Regions from separate parts of the Pan troglodytes genome. Here region 2 is linked to region 1. A link is a contact called in public Hi-C data. All regions are on one chromosome and are shown on one strand. Each heading gives the region's core, a stretch centred on a gene start, on an enhancer-like site or on the middle of the called end of the contact. The rest is flanking DNA. Distances are from core to core; before and after follow the strand shown. Region 1 holds the start of HNRNPA1L2 (heterogeneous nuclear ribonucleoprotein A1 like 2). Region 2 holds the start of SUGT1 (SGT1 homolog, MIS12 kinetochore complex assembly cochaperone).

Region 1 (6,815 bases), core at 3,206-5,705:
AACCGTGTATCTAAATTTTTTTTCAATTCAAGCCCTTTCCATTTGCTTTTTATAATTATTAACAACCACAGCAGCAGCAACTTACCATTTATTAGCCCATACTATATGCCTCAACCTCGTGCAATATGTTTTATGCACATTTCTCATACCCACATTAACTCCCTAAGGTCTCCATTTTGCAGATAAGGAAACTGAAAATCAGAGAAGTAACTTACCTAAGGTCATGCACCTCACTGCTCACTAAGGCCTAAGACACACTGGGGTGCCACAAATAAGTAGAGGTATGCTGAGATATTGATCACCTGCTCCTGGGGGTGGCCAGGGGAGGCCTGGGGGTGCTGGTGCTCCCAAATCTGTTCCTTCCCACCATTTACCCCAGAGTTCGGTAGAAAAACTCTGACATGGTTAATAAATGACAATTTATTATTCTCAAACCCAGATCTGACTGACTGCAAGTCCTTGATCTTAACATAACACCTCTTTAAAAAGTTATAATTAAACAATACAAAAATAAATTTCTATCAAAAAGATTACTTTAAAAAAAACTGAGTGGGTCTTGTTTTAATCTGATCAACATTCTCATCAAGCTACGTGCCACTTAACCCATAACCACTTGTAAGCTAAGCTAAAATGGAACAGAAAAGAGAATAATCGATGGCTATAAATGTCATTTTTGCTTTCCTCATTAGATACATTTATGAAAGAGAACACCACAAATGATTACATCTATACTAGACTCATGCAAAAGATGTCCTAATTCTAAGTAACTCAAATATCCAGTTTTATTCTGTGGAGTTAAAAACCTCTTTTGGCACTTGATTACTAAACAACTTTAAAAACTCTTTGAATGTGTTAGTTTCAGTAAGAGGGTATAATATATTTAAAAATCATTCATTAAATATAGTGAATATCTACTCTGCTGGGCACTATACTAGGTACTGACAATATGTTAGTAAATAAGAATTTCATAGTCCCTACTTATATGAAGCTGATGTGCTCCAGCACTGCTTCTCAAACTTTAATATGCATAGAAATTTTTTTTTTTTTTTTTGAGACAGGGTCTCGCTCTGTCACACAGGCTGGAGTGCAGTGGCGTGATCTTGGCTCACTGCAGCCTCGACTTCCCCGGGCTCCGGTGATCCTCCCACCTCAGCCTCCTGAGTAGTTGGGACTAATTTTTTGTAGAAATGGGTTTCCCATGTTGCACAGGAACTCCTGGGATCTGCCCACTTAGAACTCCCACCGCCCACCTAGGCTTCCCTAAGTGCTGGGATTACAGGCCTGGGCCACTGTGCCTGGCCCATAGAAAGTATCTATGCTCCTTGCTAAAATACAGATTCTTTGGTCCCACCAAACTACTCTGATTCAGTAGCTGTTTCCAGGAGACACTTGAGAATTTGCATTTCTAACAAGCTCCCAGGTGTTGCTAATTCTGCTGATCAGGGGACCACATTACAGTAGCTATGTTACCTATGTTACTTAATCCTTACAATCTTAAAGGATAGGTTTTATTATTCTCGTTTTACAGAACAAACTGCTGCCCACAGACGTTAAGTCAGTGGTTATGAATCTCTAGAGGTTATACAAATCACATAGGCAGCTGACTTAAAACACAGATTCCTAAGATTCTTAGTTTGTAAGTTTGGAATGGGGTTCAGGAATCAGCATGTTAAATAAGACCCAGGTGCTTCTGATGCAGGTGAGCTCAAGAGCCTGTATCAGACCTTAGGTTAAATACTATATCAAGTTCTCAAAGCCAGAAAATAGTAGCCACAGGCTAAGGATACTTGCATGAAAGAGAAAACGGCAATTTCAAAAAATGCTGAAACTATCTGATCTGCTTATGAAAACGTCAGAGGCTATCAAATCAGGCACTTTAAAATTAGAATGAAAAAACAATTGCCAAACTAGTATCCTCATAATAAGTACACAAGACTCTCATAATATTCAATATATGGTACAATCTAAGAAAATAATTATTCTTTTTTTTTTTTTTTTTTTTGAGACGGAATCTCGCTCTGTCGCCAGGCTAGAGTGCAGTGGCGTGATTTCAGCTCACTGCAAGCTCCGCCTCCCGGGTTCACGCCATTCTCCTGCCTCACCCTCCCGAGTAGCAGGGACTACAGGTGCCCGCCACCACGCCCGGCTAATTTTTTGTGTTTTCAGTAGAGACGGGGTTTCACCATGTTAGCCAGGATGGTCTGGATCTCCTGACCTCGTGATCTGCCTGCCTCAGCCTCCCAAAGTGTTGGGATTACAGGCGTGAGCCACCGCGCCCAGCCTATTATTCTACACTTAAAGTTAACACTGGTCAGGTGCAGCGGCTCACGCCTGTAATCCCAGCATTTTGGGAGGCCGAGGCGGATGGATCACCTGAGGTGTGGAGTTCGAGACCAGCCTGGCCAACACAGTGAAACCCCGTTTCTACTAAAAATACAAAAATGAGCCAGGCGTGGTAACGCACACTTGTAGTCCCAGCTATTCAGGAGGCTGAGGCACAAGAATCGCTTGAACCAGGGAGGCAGAGGTTGCAGCGAGCCAAGATCCTGCCACTGTACTCCAGCCTGGGCCACAGAGTGAGACTCCATCTCAAAAATAATTATTAATAATAATAACAATAAATAAAGTTGGCCGGGCGTGGTGGCTCATGCCTGTAATCCCAGCACTTTGAGAGGCCAATGCGGGCCGATCACCTGAGGTCGGGAGTTGGAGCCTGGCCAACATGGAGAAACCCCATCTCTACTAAAAATACAAAATTAGCTGGGGCATGCCTGTAATCCCAGCTACTCAGGAGGCTGAGGCAGGAGAATCGATTGAACCCGGGAGGCGGAGATTGTGGTGAGCCGAGATCGTGCCATTGCACTCCAGCCTGAGCAACAAGAGCAAAACTCCGTCTCAAAAAAAGAAAATAAAGTTAATATTAAAGGTATTTTAACAGAAAGGTGGTAATCAGGGGAATGAATCTCACATATAATCTTTACTACAATGTTTTCTTTCAAGACTGCTTTCATACCACAGAAAGCAATCTACATTACAGGAAAATTATGTATAAGTAACTCCATAACACTAACATAAAATTCTAAACCTAACCTCCCACCTGAGTTTGTTTCCACTGACAGCATCTCATCAGTACTTCAAATGCAACACCTTCAAAACGACATTTAAGACGTCCCCTTTCAGACTGACTTTCCATTTTTCACACTTCTATATTAAAATGCCCCCTGACATAAACAGATTTTTTCTGTTTTCCAAAAATTATAACATACGTAAAAATCTTTCTCAACCCCGGATCTGCATTCTTCTGCTAACGTTAAGGATACCATAATCCTCCAAAGCAGCCAGTTGAAATCTTTGCTATCTCTGACCACCCTACCATTATCCCATGATGTCACATCCCCTTAATTCTACCTGGGCAATTTTTCTCCTACATTCAGCTGGTCCTTCCCACCTTCACTGCTACTAACCTGCTTCAGCACTGTACTTAACTGGCTTCTGAGTGTTATGCATGGAAGTTACACAGTGGAATTAGGCTTTCATAACAATAAAGTACTCGGAGGATAAACAGCAAAACCAAGTATGCTGCAACACGTTTTCTTTCCTGGCTAACTTCAACCAGTGGTCCTTCAGATTTCATCAGACTTTTCTTCCAGAAAGGATATCCTGAGTCGCCCCTGCAATGGTTAGGTGTCCCTATTTGCTCCTCCAGCAATTACTTGTTGGATGAATGGTGTACTCTGTGCTTCCATACACTATCTCAGCAATTACTTCACTACACAGCACTTAAATTGTCTACTTGCTGGAACTACACGCTCCGTGATGACAAGACTGTCTTACTTGGGGTTTATGACCAGTACTGGCACGCTGTAAAGTTTTCCAATAATGAACTAAAGAATAAATGAAGGAAACAGAAATGAGACTATCACATAAATCTTGGGAAGCAAAAGATAAAACAACTTCGCTTTTGGAGCTTGGATAAACTGACAGGAGTTGATGACAAGACGAATGAGGCACAGCGACCCGGCTTGTAATTGGAGCACTGTTTTCCACGCACGCTATGTTTCCTTGGGCAAGTCATCTTATCTTTCTGGGATTTTTCTTTTCTCAGATTTAAAGCAATAGCTTCTAAAACCCAGCAGGTAATAACATCGACACTAGGAAGTTGGAGGATAACTGAATGTACAGCACGGGGCACAGGGATGCCCGAGGACCTGCGGAGCCAGAAGTGCTGAACTGCGGTACCTGACAGTTCCACGCCGAGCAGCGAGTAGCAAAATTGCAGCCGCTGATGTCTCCGGGCTTCCAGGGGACAAAGGGTGGCAGGAAAGGGTGCGAAGAGGTAGAAACGCCGAGACTCTAGGAAACACCGCGGAGACATAAAGCCATCCAGGAGAGCAACTGAACAGTGCGCCCCACGCCAAACACATCCCCCGCGCTCTCTTCCGTTTCTGGTCTGGCGGGTTCCTCTCCCTTTGCTTTCCGGTGGGCAACTGAGGTGGGTAACTGTATTCCGGACTCGCCCGCGGGCCGGGCGGAGCCAGCTACCTCCAGACGACCCCACCTACCCCGCGATTCTATTCCTAGAGGCGGAGTCCTCGCCAGTGTTCAGTAAGTTTCGCTGGCCTAGGAGGATTCCAGACCGCCGAGACCGCCGAACAAGATAGTGGAGGGCGTGATCAGTTGTGCAAAAACTACAGATGATCAGTCTGTTTTTATGTTGTTGTTTTTCTGAGACTGACTCTCCCTCTGTCGCCCAGGCTGGAGCGCAGTGGCGCGATCTTAACTCACTGCAACCTCCGCCTCCCGTGTTCAACCAGTTCTCCTGCCTCAGTCTCCTGAGTAGCTAGGATTACAGGCGTGCGCCACCACGCCCGGCTATTTTTTTTTTTTTTTCTTTTTTGTACTTTTAGTAGAGACGGGGTTTCAGCATGTTGGCCAGGCTGCTCTCAAACTCCTGACCTCGTGATCCGCCCGCCTCGGCCTCCCAAAGTGCTGGTATTAGAGGCGTGAGCCACCGCGTCTGGTGGTTTCTTCACCCACACATCTGATGCCTCAGCTGGAGTAACTGGAAGAAACAGGGGCTGGCTGAATCTCTCTCCACACCTTTGCCCCGTGACCTTTTTTTTTTTTTTTTTTTTTTTTTTGAGATGAAGTCTCACTCTGTTGCCCAGGCTGAAGCACAGTGTCGTGATCTTGACTCACTACAACCTCTGCCTCCCAGGTTCAAGCTATCCTCCTGCCTCAGCCTCTAGATTAGCTGGAGATTAGCAGCCTCCAGAGTAGCATACGACACCACACCTGGCTACTTTTTGTATTTTTTTAGTAGAGACGGGAGTTTCACCATGTTGTCCAGGCTGGTCTCAAACTCCTGACCTCAGGTGATCCACCTGCCTCAGCCTCCCAAAGTGTTGGATTACAGGCGTGAGACACTGCGCCGGCTTGCCCCATGACTTTTGTACCTGGCTGGGTTGCACTTGCTCACAGCATGGCATCTCAGCATATTTGGACTTATTATTATTATTATTATTATTATTATTTTTGAGTCTCTCTCTCTCTCCAGGCTGGAGTACAGTGGCGCAATCTCAGCTTACTCCAACCTCCACCTCCTGAGTTCAAGCAATTCTCCTGCCTCAGCTTCCCGAGTAGCTGGAACTACAGGCGTGCACCACCACGCCCAGCTAATTTTTGTATTTTTAGTAGAGATGGGGTTTCACCACATTGGCCAGGATGATCTTGATCTCTTGACCTCATGATCGGCCCACCTCGGCCTCCCAAAGTGCTGGGATTACAGACGTGAGCCACTGGGCCTGGCCTATATTTAGACTTCTTACAGAGCAGCTGGCTTGCCTTAGAGTGAACATTCACACCAGACTAAAGCTGCACAGCATTGAAAGTCACATGACATCACTTTCATTTCATTCTATTGGTGCAAAATGGGTCACAGGGCCAGTCCAGATTCAAAGTGAAGGAACCACACTTCCCTGAAAGTACCAGCAGCAGTGGCCACTGGGGGACGATTTTCAGAGAGTTGCTACCACATCCTAGAAAACTTTTAATTAGTTAATTCCATTCATTTCATCAGTATTTTCTTTAAAAAACTGTTTTAAATTATTTTTAAATTTTTTGTGGGTACATAGTAGGTGTATATAGTTATGGAATACATGAGATGTTTTGATATAGGCATGCAATGTGTATTAATCACATCATGGAGAATGGAGTACTCAAGCATTTATCCTTTGAATTACAAACAATTCAATTACATTCTTTAAGTTATTTAAAAATATACAATTGTTATTGACTACAGTCACCCTACTGCGCAATTAAAATAGGTCTTATTCTTTCTATATTTTTTGTACCCACTAACCATCCCCACCTCCCCTCCAACTCCCCACTACCCTTCTCAGCCTCTGGTAACTATCCTTCTACTCTCTATGACCAGGAGTTCAATAGTTTTGATTTTTAGATGCCACAAATAAGTGAGAACATGAGACGTTTGTCTTTCTTTTCCTAGCTTATTTCATTTAGCATAATGACCTCCAGTTCCATCCACGCTGTTCCAAATGCCTGAATCTCATTCTTTTTCATGGCTGAATAGAACTCCATTGTGTATATATACCATATTTTCTTTATCCATTCCTTTGTTGATGGGCACTGAGGTTGCTTCCAAATCTTAGCCATTGTAAACAGTGCTGCAACAAACATAGGAGTGTGGATATCTTTTCTATATTCTGATTTCCTTTCTTTTGGGTATATACCTAGGAGTGGGATTGTTGGATGATGTAGTAGCTCAATTTTTAGTTTTTTGAGGAACCTCCAAA
Region 2 (7,412 bases), core at 1,487-3,986, 35 kb before region 1:
CCTGACCTCGTGATCCGCCCGCCTCGGCCTCCCAGAGTGATGGGACTATAGGCGTGAGCCACCGCGCCCGGCTGCACTTCTAATGAATTGCCAGGTGATGCTGATAATGCTGGTCCAAGAGCCATACATTAAAAACCAAGGTACTAATACTAGCCACATGACTATCCTAGGCAATTCTTCTCCTAGGTACATACAACCAAAAGAAATGCATGTGTTCACCAAAATACATGTACAAGAGTATTCACAGAAGCTTTATGTTAGCTAATAACTGGAAATAACCCAGATGTCCACTGTTAGAATAAATTGCGCCGTACTTACGGCTATACAACATATATTTATACAATGGAATATTACACAGCAATGCGAAAGAACTACTACTTCACACAATATGAATGTATACTTATGTAATCATTAAAGCAAAAACAGAGTGTCTACATTCAATAAAGCACCTACTGTATGATTCTGTTTATGAGTCAAGAACAAACAAAACTAACTGATGGTGATGGAGGTCAAAACAGGAGTCAGCAGGACAGTAAGAAGAATTACTGGCTGAGAAGAAGCATTATGAATGGAGATACTCTGTATCTTAATCTGGTGGTGTAAACATGTGAAAACTCATCAAACTATAGACTTAAAATCTGTGTTATTTACATAAATCATATATGCCTCCATAAAAATTTTTAAAGTAAAAGAAGATGGAAAGTGACAGTAAAATTCATTATGTTAATACTGTTTAAAAGCAACTTTTATATAAACTGGATTCCCAAAGGAAGCACTAGGTCTAACACGACAATAACAAATGTCAATTAAAAGTAATAGCTGTCTAGCTAATACAAGAAATTATGGAGAAAAATTCTCAGTGCTTCCTGTAACATTATACCCAAACTCATCCCAGAAGCCTTACTCCCAGTATCTAAAGGTCTGTATATTTAGGTGTAAAAAACATACCTGGACCCTAAAAGGCCTTATAGGACCTGGCTCCTAGTTTCCTGTCCAACCTCTCTTAATCAAATGGGCCCTCTAATAAAAAGGGCCTTTTTGTTGCTTCACATACAGGCCAACTTCATTCCTACCTCAGGATCTGCACTGGCTCTTGGTCCTGCCTGGAATATTCTTTCCCCAGAGCTTCCAAGTTAATTCCCTTGTTCCTTCAAATCTCCACTCAAAGATCTCCTCAACGGAGGCTCTAGTACCATGTGGCACATTTCTTATAAAACTCATAGCTAGAAAAGACGCTGTCTTGCCTCAAATTGTTAAACGTAACAGCAAAACAGGTTTCCTCTTTTCTGTGATTTAACGCAAAAACAAACAAAAACTCCTGGCTAAATTCTGTGACCCGCAGCATCATTTATCTTTAGGTTCTCCTTTAATTCTTATTACTTAACTCTTGATCTTTTACATTCCTTTACAGCTTTACGGTTTGTCTTCATTGCACACCTCCAAAAAGTGAGTTCTAGGTTAGCTGAGTATATAACCAAGACTTTAACCCACAGCAATCAGCGCCTTTGCACACAGCCACTCCAAAAAAAATTTTGATGAATATACAAATGAGTGAATAATGAATTGTGATAAGACATCTGGAAAGTTTCAGGGACGTGAGGGAAAAGGGTTTTGCTCCAGTAGACTAACTTCCTACCGACACTTTTACATAAGAATGGCAAGAATTATTGTCAAACGAAAAAATTAACTTCATCGAGCCCAGAGTCCACTTCTCTAATCATAAATGTCATTTTTAAAAAAATCCTTTCAGCCAAACTACAAATGCCAACCATGCTCCCAAGAAATAGAGGAGGTTTTTCTCAGGAGCTGTAGGGAGTGGAAAGGGCAAGACAGGAGTCTGGGGTAACGCGGCTACCGTGTAACAGAGAAAAGAGACCGAGAATCTCAATACCGGAGCTGAGACGCAGCATCAACAGGAGCCTGGGTCCCTGTCCGGCGGTGCGGGGAGAAGGCGGGTCAGCGGGGACCCGAAGTGGCCCAGCTCCCCTAAGAAGAGTGGAGGAAGCAGAAATGGGCTCTCTCACCTCTAACGCCGCCTGGGGGTCCTCGTCGATTAGGGCATCCGAGAAGCTCTGGAAAAACCTGTCAGGAAAACAACGACTTCAGCAGGGCTCACTAGCCAAGGAAAGGGGGATAAAATAAATAGCAAAGGGAAAGAAAAACATGCACCTCTGGGATGTTGCAGTTCCTGCTGCAGCCGCCGCCATCCCTCGTAGTCGCTGTTGCTGCCGCCGGAGCTGCTACTATTACGGTTACCACCTCCACGGCCGCCCAAGGGGGAAACTTCTGGAGAAACACCAACCGAGCTTCCGTCCTAAATAGCCAGCGAGCAGCCACGCAGCGCGCTGCTAGGGGGACGGGAGGCGACACGCCGGCGCGGGGCCGGCTGGGACAGTGGAGGACCGATTCCTCCCAGCCCCACCCCGGCCCAGGACCCGCGCTCCCAGTCCCCGCCCCTCGCAGCCATGGTTACGGAGGCCTGGGGCGTACACGTTCTCCCTCCCTTCCACCGCGCCCACGCCAGCGGGCCCTCCCACGGAGCTTTCAGTAGTAGTTTAGAAGCAGTTTTGTAACGTACTGTCATCCCTAAGGAACGTGTGGCGGTTAGGGGCGTTTGTATGTCTGTTAATAACGCAAGCTACTTCGAGCTCCCATTTTCCCTAGTTTTTATCATGGCTGCCACAGGTAGCCAAGCCCTTTCGCCTCCATTACGTCTTCCGCGGCTGCGTGGTCTCTTCCGGGAGCAGAGGCCCGGATGACGCGTGGATCCCCGCGATCTTTGGGCTGGGAATTCTAAACGGCTGGGACTTGCCGGAAGTCATTCTGCTCTAATAGCGGCAAAAAGCCTTCTGGTTCCTGGGGCGACGCGCCCGGCGGCCGTACTATTCACTTCCCCAGAACGCTACAGCCCAGGCTTTCTTCTTAGTGGGCTTCCCAGACCAAGAAGGGAAACCTTTCATCCGAAGGTACTGAGGGGAGGAAGGTGGCCTGAAGTTATCTCAGTGCCGCTTTGTTTCCCACCCCAGTCGGTCAGCCCTTCCTCAGCGCCCTTTAACCCTTGCAGATCGGATGGAGAAAGCTGCCAGCACGTTCTAGGGATGGGGGCAGATTGAGGAGCGGGAGGGAGTAGTCTTTGTCTAACTTTATACCAGTACCAAACTATGTTAATTTAATGTAGTTTTATAATAAATCTTTAAGTCCTGTAACTTATTCTCCCAAGATTGTTTTGGCTTATTCTACGGCCTTTGTATTTCTAGGTGAATTTTGGAATTAGCTTGTTAAAAAGGGGGGGGGGATTTTTTATTGGGCTCGCATTGAATCTATAGATCTGTTTGGGAAAACTAGTATCTTAACAACAAGTCCTTCAATCCATGAATATCATTCTTCCCCCACCATTTATTTAAGTGGTCTTTAATTTCTCCTGGCAATATTTTGTAGATTGCACATATATCTATATTTTAATGCAGCTGTGCTTGGATAGATTGCAGTATAGAGATCATATATATCTTTCATTAGATTTATTCTTGAGTAGTGTTTTGTATACAATGTTAAATGGCATTTTGACTTTTTTATATTCTACTCGTAAGAATAAACAATATTGATTTTAACATACTGACCTTATATGCAAGCATCTTGCTAAGTTCCCTTGTTATTTGTAATACTCTGTAGATTCTTTCGGAATTTCTGTGATCAAAATCTTGCAATCCACGAATAAAGATGGTTTAACTTCTCTGTAACCTTTATACCTTTTATTTTTATTTATTTTTGCCTTTTGTTGCTGGCTAGTGTTTCCACTATTGAATAAAAACAGTGATAATGGACTTCCTTGTCTTGGTCATAACATCAGGAGGAAAGCATTGAATATCAACTGCTTTTTCTGCCTTTATTGAAATGTTCATTTGTATTTTTTAATGTTACTGTGAATTACCTTGGTTAATTTTCAAATGTTATCTAAATGGCCAATTGTCCTTCTGGACCCCACTGACTCCAGTTGGGATGGCACTGTAAGAAGAGAGGCAGAGTCAGTGAAGGAGACAAGGTTTATTCAGGATTTACATACAAGGGTGGTCCGGTGGTGGAGGGCTGACCTGGAGAACTGCTACCATTTGTAAAAAGCACGTAGTCTATATAGCATTTTCACTTAGCACTCTCCTTCTAGCAACCTCCATTTAACCCCAAACAAAGGGCCTTGATCTGTACAGCGTAAGATACGGGCCAGGGATGTGGATGTCCTTCATAGATAAGGAGTGAATCTCTGGGTTGGCTACTCCTGGATTCCTTAGCCCAGGACTCCAAACGTAAGTTCTTAAACCATAGGGTTAGTCTCAGGTATGCTCCAGTTATGGCTCAGCCATACACTAATGTGTGTACACCAGCCTCTGCCATGCACCAATACACATATATGTATGGCCTCTGAAAGGGTGAATTCCAAGACCGACCTATGGGCCCAACATGAAAAGAAGTTCTATATATTATGGACATTGAAATCAATGAGATACCAAAACTACCACCAGAATGGCTTAAATTAAAAGGACTTCCAATACCAAGCATTGACAAGGATATGTAGCAACTGTATCTTTCATATATTGTTGGTGAGAGTTTAATCATTTTGGAAAACTGTGGTACCATATGTCTGTTCTTGCATTGCTATAAATAACTGAGACTAGGTAATTTATAAAGAAAAAATGTTTAATTCACTCATGGTTTTGCAGACTGTACAAGAAGCATAGCAGTTTCTACTTTTGCAGAGGCCTCAGGAAGCTTCCAATCACCGCACAAGGCAAAGGTAGAGCAGCCATCTTACATGGCAGGAGCAAGTAGGGTGGGGGTAGGTGCTACACATTTTTAAACAACCAGATCTCACAAGAATTCACTGTTGCAAGGACAGTACCAAGAGAGGTGGTACTTAACCATTCATGAGAAACCCACCCCTATGATCCAGTTACCTCCCACCAGGCCCCACCTCCGACATTGGGGATTGCAATTTGACATGTGATTTGGGTGGGGACACATATCCAAACTATATCAGACACTATCTACTAAAGCTAGTTATACACAGACCATAACCCAATAATTCTACCACTGGGCATATACCCAAGAGTATTTATTATTTATGATCATGTAGAAGAATATTCATTGCAGCATTACCCAAGGTAGCAAAAACTGGAAATAATCTAAATGTCCTTAAATAGGAGAAAAAAATATTACATAGCAATAGGAATGAACGACTACTACACACAACGATATGGATGAAGCTTATATACATAAGTTGTGGTAAACAAACAAAAAAAAAAGCCAGACAGAGTACATCATGATTGATTCCACTTAGATGAGAGGTATCATAAGGGAACCTCCTGGTTGTCAGGGAGGGTGGGGAACAGGAGCATGAAGAAATCTCGGATGCGGGAAATGTTACATATCTTGATCTGGCTGGTAATCACAGCAGTGTATTCAAACAAAATTTTATCAAGTTATGCACAAGATTTGTGCAGGCTGGGTGCAGTGGCTCACGCCTGTAATCCCAACACTTTGGGAAGCCAAGGCAGAAAAATCACTTGAGCCCAGGAGTTCAAGACCAGCCTGGGCAAGATGGCGAGACCTCGTCTCTACAAAAAATAAATAAATAAAAAACATTAGCCAAGCATGCTGGCGCGTGCCTCAGCTACTTGGGAGGCTGAGGCAGGAGGATTGCTTGAGCCCAGGAGGTTGAGACTCTTATCCTGTTACTGCACTCCAGCCTACGTAACAGTGTGAGTCTCAACAACAACAACAAATTGTTCACTTTGATTTTGCAGATTCGTTTGAGGAGAAATGATATATTTCCCTTGTATTGCCTCTTCCAGTCCATGAACATAATTGCTTGTTTCATTCAGTTATTCGTATGTCTTTTAGTAAAGTTTTTATAATTTTCTCCATAAATTCTTGGCATCGGTTTATTGAAATCTTGGGAGGAAGGACAGACAAATGCTTAAGAAGTTATTAATAAATGTTTTCAGCCGGGCACAGTGGCTCACGCCTGTAATCCCAGCGCTTTGGGAGGCCGAGGCGGGCAGATCACCTGAGGTCAGGAGTTCGAGACCAGCCTGGCCAACTTGGTGAAACCTCATCTCTACTAAAAAATACAAAAATTAGCCGGGCATGGTGGCAGGCACCTTAATCCCAGCTACTTGGGAGGCAGAGGCAGGAGAATCGTTTGAATCCGGGAAGCAGAGGTTGCAGTGAGCCGAGATCGAGCCATTGCACTCAAGCCTGGAGGACAAGAGCAAGACTTACCGCAAAAAAAAAAAAAAAGTTAAAAAAAAAAGTTTTCATGTGCAAATGACACAACTAAATATACCAATGTACTTAGCTTTGGTAATTTAAAGAAGGGGAGGAGTAACCATGCTGGATTAAGTGGGCATTTATTGAAGGATAATTGATCTTCAAACTGAAGAGTGAAAATAGTCACTTATACTGTGTTACCTAACATTTTCCTAGGAAAGGGATCCTTTTCATTTAAAAGAGAAAACCATCCCAGTCTAACATTGAAGCCATCCTTAAGTGTATTACACTTGATAATTTCAAACTGAATCTAACAAAATCTCTTATTTGTGTCTTTTTCACAATAAAGCTTTCCCAAAGAGAAGTTTAAAAAAAAGAGAGAAAATTTTTAAAAGATTTGTACACTTTACCAAGTTTATACTTCAACAGAAAAAAGATTTAAAACAAAATCAGTAACAATCAAAATTTAAAATGCAAAGAGTCATGACATGTATAGTAACATCAAAATATTAAATACTGAAAAATAAATCTGACAAAAGATATGCAAGATGTGCACCGAAAACTAAAAAATATTGCAGCCAGCCGTGGTGGCTCACGTCTGTAATCCTGGCACTTTGGGAGGCCGAGGCGGGTGGATCACCTGAGGTCAGGAGTTTGAGACCAGGCTGGCCAATATGGCGAAACCCCATCTCTATTAAAAACACAAAACAAATTAGCTGGACATGGTGGCGGGTGCTTGTAATCCCAGCTACTTGGGAGGCTGAGGCAGGAGAATTGCTTGAACCCGGGAGGCGGAGGTTGCAGTTAGCCGAGATTGCACCATTGCACTCCAGCCTGGGTAATAGAGCAAGACTCTGTCTCAAAAAAAAAAAAAAAAAAAAAAAAAAACCCAACAACATTGCCGAGAGAAGTTAAAGAAAACTAACAAATGGAGAGCTACTCCAAATTCATGAGTCAAGAAGACTCAATATTGTTGAGATCTCAGTTCTTCCAAGATTGACCTATAGACTCAACATGATCCCAATCAAAATCCCTAGTCAGGCATGGTGGCTCATGTCTAATCTCAGTTCTTGTTGGGGCTGAGGCAGGAGAATCGCTTAGAGGCAAGGAGTTGGAGACCAGCCTAGACAACAGAGACCCCCATCTCTGAA

The links. A called contact is a pair of places that touch in the nucleus more often than the background predicts.
Region 2: a contact with region 1 is called in a Hi-C map of stem cell-derived neural progenitor cells, with 2.2 times the contacts expected there. The contact joins the promoter of SUGT1 here to the promoter of HNRNPA1L2 in region 1. A contact is called at or near these places in 1 of 7 Hi-C or Micro-C datasets (stem cell-derived neural progenitor cells) and 1 of 1 datasets of contacts at active chromatin or transcription factors (stem cell-derived excitatory neurons).

The regions. Positions count from the first base shown.
Region 1 is chr14:58,108,011-58,114,825 of NHGRI_mPanTro3-v2.0_pri, reverse strand. It overlaps HNRNPA1L2 (heterogeneous nuclear ribonucleoprotein A1 like 2), which reads right to left and starts at 4,455. Exons shown (of 9, transcript XM_063792165.1): 1 at 4,240-4,455.
Region 2 is chr14:58,140,560-58,147,971 of NHGRI_mPanTro3-v2.0_pri, reverse strand. It overlaps SUGT1 (SGT1 homolog, MIS12 kinetochore complex assembly cochaperone), which reads right to left and starts at 2,736. Exons shown (of 14, transcript XM_063792162.1): 1 at 2,579-2,736; 2 at 2,170-2,286; 3 at 2,025-2,082. The coding sequence starts at 2,207.